2 separate regions of the Arachis hypogaea genome follow, and region 1 is linked to region 2. Evidence: chromatin contacts called from public Hi-C data. All regions are on one chromosome and are shown on one strand. The core of a region is the stretch at or near the end of the contact, and the rest is flanking DNA. Distances in the headings are between cores, read along the strand shown.

Evidence for each region. Hi-C and Micro-C count contacts between places; a contact is called where the count stands out from the background.
Region 1: a Hi-C map of leaf shows a contact between it and region 2, with 4 times the contacts expected there. The contact joins the promoter of LOC112769026 here to the promoter of LOC112770700 in region 2. A contact is called at or near these places in 3 of 8 Hi-C or Micro-C datasets (all in leaf).

What each region holds. Positions count from the first base shown.
Region 1 is chr18:65,902,076-65,906,443 of arahy.Tifrunner.gnm2.J5K5, forward strand. It overlaps LOC112769026 (elongation factor 2), which reads right to left and starts at 2,295. Exons shown (of 4, transcript XM_025813418.3): 1 at 2,127-2,295; 2 at 1,522-1,565; 3 at 1,333-1,420; 4 at 1-775. The coding sequence starts at 1,524.
Region 2 is chr18:65,120,914-65,124,662 of arahy.Tifrunner.gnm2.J5K5, forward strand. LOC112770700 (ATG8-interacting protein 1) reads left to right here and starts at 2,425. Exons shown (of 4, transcript XM_025815059.3): 1 at 2,425-2,682; 2 at 3,254-3,318.

The DNA.
Region 1 (4,368 bases), core at 1,045-3,544, 780 kb after region 2:
TCATTCATACAAGTGTTGATAATCTGCTTGATGGGCTCATAACAGAACTGTACAAACCCACGCTTGCATGTGGCAGTACCTGTGTTCTTGCTGGTCCATTTCTTTGTAGCAGGATCAAAGAAGTTTTCACCCCAGAGCCTTTCCATCATCTTTGATTCATCAACACCAAATTTTGAGGCATACATTTTTGCAAAGTTCGTCAAGGTAAAGGCCCAGCCATGCAAACCAGCAGAGAAAGCAACTGTTCCTTTCTCTGGGTACACCTGGCAATCACCAAGCAATGGATCTTCATATGTAGCCATGATCACATTGGCATTCTCAATAACCCTTGAGAATGTCTGGTATGCCTCCTCTCCATCCACCTGGAGCTCTAGGAAGCATCTGTCCATCTTGTTGACAGTCAGAACAGGCCTAATCCTTTCTCCAAGGGCCTGTCGCAGCACAGTTTCGGTTTGCACACAGACACCTTCAATACAATCTACCACCACTAGCGCTCCATCAGTAATACGGAGTGCAGCAGTAACCTCAGATGAGAAATCAACGTGCCCGGGAGAATCAATGAGATTGATGAGATACTCATTTCCTTGGCGCTCTCCCTTGTAATTCTTGAGAGCCTCATCACTCATTTCATAGTAGAGAGAAATACCAGTAGACTTGATTGTAATACCACGCTCAGCTTCATCTGCCCGGGTATCAGTCATGCGGACATCCCCTGCCACTTCTTGTGCAATAATTCCAGCAGCAGCCACCAGAGAATCGGTGAGGGTTGATTTTCCTGCAATTTGTTTGGAAAACTATATATAGTGTAGTTCATATAAACCAACCATAGAAACTATATAATATAACAAAACAATACATTACAACTCTTATAAAAAGGAAAAACAGTAGCAACAGATGTGACAAAAGCATTTGTTGATGTTGTATACACACCAAAAAACACACACAAGGAGTATTAGAAAAAAACATGTTTTCTCTATCAAATATCCAAGTAAAAAAGTTAAAAGTCGCTACATAAAGGCATTGTTTGTGTTTGCAACAGTATGTTTTGGTTGAAAAATATATGCCTGATTTTTGTTTAAGAAAACATATTTTTGGTTTAAAAAAACCTAAAGAAAGAAACTGATGTGGTTTAAATCACGTAAAAAATAACTTTGAAAAATAAAAAGAACTTGGACAAATTTCATATATCATGAAAATAACATTTTAAACTTGATCAAACACAAAATACCAATACATATTAAATACGCATAGAGGGGGAACATCATGTAGATGCTGAAAGTGCACCACAGAGGAAGTAAACATAACAAAACAAGCTATCGAAAGAATCCATACCGTGATCGACATGAGCAATCACAGACATATTACGAATGTTGTGTTTGTAGTCCATAATACGACGGAGCTCTTCAGCTGTGAACTTCACCTGCAAATACATAAGCAAAAACACAGTTAAGATATTAAGCAAATTCATCCTATAGAGATGAATAAATCGAATGTTAAAACCCATGTTAGTATTCAACTTACCATCTTGACTAATCTTTATTTCCCACAGAAGAAATCCTTCAGAGCTGAAACACCAAAGTCAAAAAATCATTAGCTAAACAGTAAGACATCACAGGCAAAATAAATTAAACGAAAATAAACAATTTATGGTACACTTAAATATGACTCTGCTGCGGTCTAACAAAACTTAAAACACAGATGAAGGAACTATACCTAGTTTCAAAGATATTTTATATGAAAAAGAAAATCATCACTTCCAAAGACGCAAGTGAAAATACTTTGTCAAAGGCTACATATCATATACGTATATCCAACCACAATCTATCACTCACAATGAAAAAGAAAAAAAAAAGTATTAACAATCAAAACAGTGAAATTACAATAACAGAAAAAAACAGATCTTGTAAACTACAGAGAGCTTTTAAGAAAGTCACATCGGAAAAGGACGCATGTAAGAACTGAATCTACAAAGACAATTCAATTTAAAACATAAGAATCGAATCGACACAAATAAACACATTCGGAAGAGGCAGGAAAAAAAAAAACAAAATGAATCAGTATGAAAAGATGGAGAAAGCATCGAAAAGTAAGAGAAAAAAAATGGAGAAATTTTGTAGGGAACGAACCTGAAAGAGTGAAAGCAAAAATTGAGAAGAGAAGAAGAAGAAGACAATATAGAGCGGCGGCCAAGGGTTACGGCTTGGCCTCTCTCTAAATTGCGTTGAGAACGAGAGAATAGTATGAAGTGAGGTGTGTGAGGAGGCTATAATGTCTACCAAGAAAACATAATCCACTACTTTTGGGCCTTGGGCTTTTTATTTTATTGGGCTTTTCTTTTGATCCGTCGGTTCTTAATTTTTATTAGGACTATAACTATTAAAAAAAAATAAACAACCACTTTTATCTACAAATATTTAGAGCTTGTTTGGGTGAGCTTTTTAAAAAAGATCTTTTTTTTTAGTTATCTTTTTTTAAAAGATCTTATGGAGAAGTAAAAGTAATTTTATGTTTGGATATCTCATGTAAAAAGGTCTTTTTATCAATCAATTATGTTTGGGCATAACAATATAAAAGTACTTTTTTGTTTATTTATTACATGAAAAACATCTTTTTTTTTATTTTACTAGTGTTTTTACTTTTACTACTAGAAATTTGCCAAACACGTTAAAAAATAAAAATAAAAATATCTTTTTTCATTGAAAAAAGATCTTTTTTTAACAAAATAATGGCGCCTAAACATGCACTTAGAACACTAATAAATTTATACATAAAAATACAAAACTGACTTTATACCCATAAATGATAGATTTTCGCCGACAAAATTATCCAAATCTTAAAAATTATTTAAAATACGGTAATTACCCCTCTTAATCTAATCTAACCTAACTTGCTCTGTCCCATTTTTAATCCTCCACTCACCAACACCATTATCGCCATCCCAAACCTCAACCTTTTATCATCACCCCACCAAATCTTCTTTCCTCCAACTCTCATCCCATTTAACACTACTCACACGGCCACTGTCATTTGTCGTTACCATTCCTACCACTACACCACTTCTTTCTCTTTACCATCACCATTACTAATTTTTTTTAGGAAATTCTTTTGCGAGTTGAACTATTTGTAGAGTTGTACATAAAATAATCAAATTGTGATTAACCAATTAAAAAATCTTAATCAATTTAATAAAATAATTTTAAAAATTATATCCATATTATTAAAAAGTAGTTAATCAAAACTAAATTTTAAAAACTAGTTTTTAACTGATTAACCAAAACTAAAACTAAATTTTATGTAATTTTTGTGATCAAATTAGTTAATTGATTTTTTTATAAAAATTGATTTTTAATCGGTTAAAATCAGTTTTTAACCAATTAAAAACTGGTTTTTTATTTTAATTTTTAAAAAAATCTAATTTTTTTTATAAAAAAACCATTTTTTTAAAAAAACGATTATTTTTTAAAATTAATTTTTATTTTTATAATTAATTAAAAACTATTTTTTAAATTTTTTAATCTATTAATAATCAATTTTATCATATAAAATTAATTTAATTAGTTAATTAAATTATATTTTTGATTAATAAAAAATAAATTTAATTTTTTAGATTAACAAACAATGTACCATCCTAATTCTATTTGTGCAGGTTGGACCTTACGAGGAGTTTAGGAGAGTCTGAAAACGACGACAACATGGTCTTGAGGGATGCGATGGGGTGATTTGGTGAACTCTGTGGGGATATGCGGGATTTTTTCTGCTGCTTCATTTCCTATAAAGCAGCCAGGTGTCCATTGTGCTTCAAAAGCACAAGGCCGGGCCCAATTATGATGAGGGGGGTGGATTGCACACGCATTGCACCTAGCCATGTCTCGCCTTTGGCACCCTCACAGTCACTAGGTACTTTGGCGTTGAACAACTGGTTCATTAAGATGCCCCTCTTTTCTTTTTTAATTATTGTTTTTCTTACATAAAAAGTAGGGCTGTCCATGAATCAGATCATATCCGCAGATCCGCGGTATTTATCCGCATACGATCCGATAATTGCGGATATGATCCGATCCGCACCTATTAAGAATCGGATCGCGGATTTCTGTACTGTATCCGCGTATCCGATCCGCGGATCTGCAGATCCGCACAAAATAATTAAAAAATAAAAAATAAAAAATATATATACGTTAGTTACTTTGTGTTGCAGCCACCTAACCTAACCCTAATCTCATTTTCACATTTTGCACTTCACGTCTTCACCCTTCGTCCCTTCCCTTCCAGCCTTCCTTGTTCCTTCCTTCACGGCGCTGAAATGTGAAAGCCTGGAACAAAGTGAAACCCAAATCTCCAGACCCCAATCTCACCCATTCACCTCCAATT
Region 2 (3,749 bases), core at 1,175-3,674:
CAAAACATAACTTGGAATCAAGAACTAATCAATTATACGTTTCAATCAACAGTGGCAAACACTATTCTGGAGACTGCCATTTCTCAACAAGAAGATGTTGTTACCTGGACCAGAGAGAAGAATGAAAGTTATTCTGTTGCCTTAGGCTACTTGTTGGCATTCCAGTTCTACCACATTCCAATCAAATTTCTTCCAAAGAAATGTAGATTCAAGGAGGTTTAGAGATCCATCCAGAGACAACAATGTCAACCAAAAATTAAATCCTTTCTTTAGAAAGTGATGCATAAAGGATTGACAGTTATAGCTAAGTTACATACCAGAATCAATACTGTGAGCCCCAATTACTCTCGTTGTGTTGGTGCTATTAAAACTACAGTACATTATATGACATTCTGTTCAAATTCAGAAATAGTTTGGAGATTGGACGAACTCACATGTCCAAACCAGTATATGGAACCATGGAGATGGTGGTTATGGCTTCAAGAACAACCTGAAATAAGGAGGAGAAAAGATTTAACCAGACATTGTTCTTTCATTGTTTTGGAATACCCATCTTACTTTTGTCTTTTATATTGTATGTCCAATTAGACTAATCATTTTATTACATTAATAAAATTCTATGATGTATGGACACTAACACGGACATGGGATAGTACACGATACGGGACATGCAGACATACGAATTTTAAAATCTTATAAGATACAGGGACACGACATATATATAACATATAAAATATTTTTTAGATAAATTATAATGATATTTTAAGTTTTTATTAATATTAAAATATAAAATAATTTTTTTACTGTTTTTAATGTCTTTCTTTAATTATATCAAGTATTTAAAATATTTTTTATTTTAATAAATAATATATATTATTTTTAAATTCATTTCAATAATACATGTTAAGAATAAGACTGGACACGCTGACACGTGATGGTATTTAAGTATGTCTAAGTGTGTTTCAAAGAAGTTTTTATTTTTTATTAGAACACGGACACGGCAGACACGTGTCCAATACACAGATACAATAACTCAACAAAGTGTCCATACTTCACAAGGTGTCTTTTTTTTTTCTCCAAAAGATATATTTTTCTATGAGGAAAAAAAAGATTTTTTATTTTAATAAATAAATTAATTATAATAATTAGTGAAATAAATAATTTAAAAAATATTTACTAAAATAAATACTTCTCTCTTAATAATATCAATAATCCAAACTTTTAGCATGCCATTAGTACTTAAAAAGGTTTGTAGAAGAGATTAAAATGGATATGTTTGATCAATTAGTATTAAAAAAGAGTACATAAAAAATTTTAGATTAAATTATGATCCAATTGGATTAATTTAAATTTGAAAAATAAAAAATTTGTACGTGTTCAAGTTCCATGATGAGAATAAATACGGTAATTGTGCCCACTCCTAAAAATTGAAAGATGAGAAGCCTAAAATTGATGCACGATAAATAAAATAGAAAAAGAATGGGAGAGTGGGAGATAACCTTTGCCAGAGGTTGATGGAGATAAATAAAATAGAGGAAGAGTAGGAGATAATGGTTGTCAATTGTTAGGAGAGATTGACGGGGATAAATAAATAACCGGTTATCAATTATTAGGAGAGGTTGATGGGGATTAATAAAACAAAGAAAGAGTGGGAGATAATCATTTCAATTCTCTTCTCATTTTTTTCTATTTTATTTATCGTGCATCAACTTCACATCTTTCTATTTGTAGGAGTAGACACAATTACCGTATTTATTCTCATCATGAAATTTGAATACGTACGAATTTTTTATTTTTCAAATTTAAATCAATCCAATTGAATCTATAATTTAATCTAAAATTTTTTATATACTCTTTTTAAGTACTACTTGATCAAACATATTCATTTTAATCTCTTCTACCAACATTTTTAACTACTAATTACATGCTAAAAATTTGGATTAAGATAACACATCTCGTTTATAGTATAAACGAGATATATACGTTTTGCGTTCATCTGTCTTATCTCGTTTGCAATTCAAAATTATCTCGTTTAATAAATAAAATAAGAGAGAAATATTTATTTTGATAAATGTTTTTTAAATTATTTATTTTAATAATTATTATAATTTATTTATTTATTAAAATAAAAAATCCAAAAAAAGGTCATCCCATTTTTTGAAATAACATATTGATTTGAATTTAGATTTTCTAAATTTTAGATTTTTATTTTAAAGATTAAAGTGAGATTTCTCACTTCTTTCATATATTCTCTTAGTCCCACTTAAAAAATAAATAGTAACTTTACTCTCTAGAGTTAAATCTAAAATGTAGAGGACCTATTGGTTTTTTTTGGTGACTAGAGGACCTATTGGTTTAGTCACCAAAAAAACAACATATTGGTTTAGTGGTAATTAAAAAAAAAAAAACGCAATGGATATAGATGTACGTAAGTAGTGGGGACCACGCAGAAATCGAAGCCCCACTCCTGACCCAGAAAACCAGAATCTTCTCCCCCCACCCCCTCTCTCTCTCTCTCTTCTCTCGTTGCTCATTCATCAATCATTATTCTCATTTCTCGTATCCCGATCTCTTCTCTTCTCTTCTCCGGTCCCCACCACAATCCACGACTGCCGCCGCCGTCGCGCCTCAGTTCCCTTTACCCTGCTGGAAGTGGTTGGTCAGTCGACCCATGACTCTTTGGTACGCTCCCATAAATACCTGATTCGATTCCTTTATTCAGGTTTAATTAATGATTGATTGATTGATTTAGAGCTTGTAAATTTTGATTGATTGTGATGGATTCTGTTCTTTTCCCGAATCAACCATAAGGAATCATTTCAACAGAGGAAGCGGAAAAATCTGCGTGTTTGTACGTAGTGGTGCTAGCGAGTTGTGCGTTTTTGGGTGGTTATTAGTTCAAGTTAAGCTCATGTGAATCTGGGGATAATAATAATAAAAAAATTTGTTATTCAGAGAAGAATAAAGAAAATGACAAAAGATTCTGACTTCAGGTCTCATAAGGTAACTAGGACTAGAAATATTATTTCAAGGTATACTTCAATTTGGTAAGAATCTTTAGGGTTTATTACAGAGGATGACTTTTAGTTGAAATTGATTCAATAACAAGAGTTTGTATGTATTTGATTGTTTATTTATTTTGGAGTATGAAAATGACCAACTGTGGGTTTTCAGAAAAAGTGTTATTTATGCATGCTTTGAAATAAGAAAGGAAATGCTGAACATATGCTTATGATTGATTTTATGATATTAGATCCTGGTGCAAGTCAACACAATAGCTCGGTAGTTCCGAAGAGCCTCTTCTGCAAATCAAGCACTGTGAGTGAATAATATGTTCATGATTGTGTTGAGAATAGAGTATCTTTGTACGTACCTTTTGCCGTTTTATTTTTAAGAACATGTATATACGTAGGTATTTAAAGAATGTTAATGAGTTTTTGTTACATGTTCAGGGATTTATGGAGTAGAAATTAAGCTTTATCTAAATGGTGTTTTCTAACTTGGCACGAGATAAGCTAATTCATTGTTTTATGTTTTGAAACCTTTTGTAGTGTTGGTTTATGCCTTAAAAGTCACTATCAAATCTTGATCGAACTTGATTTAGGGCTTTAGAAGTTCCTCGTAGCATGTTACTATGGGTTTGGAAAGAGCTATGTTACCATATATGTTATTTTGGATATATATGCTATAATTTCAGTGTATGATCTCATCTAAGGGAGAGATTTAACAAATGGATTTTGTAGGGAGTA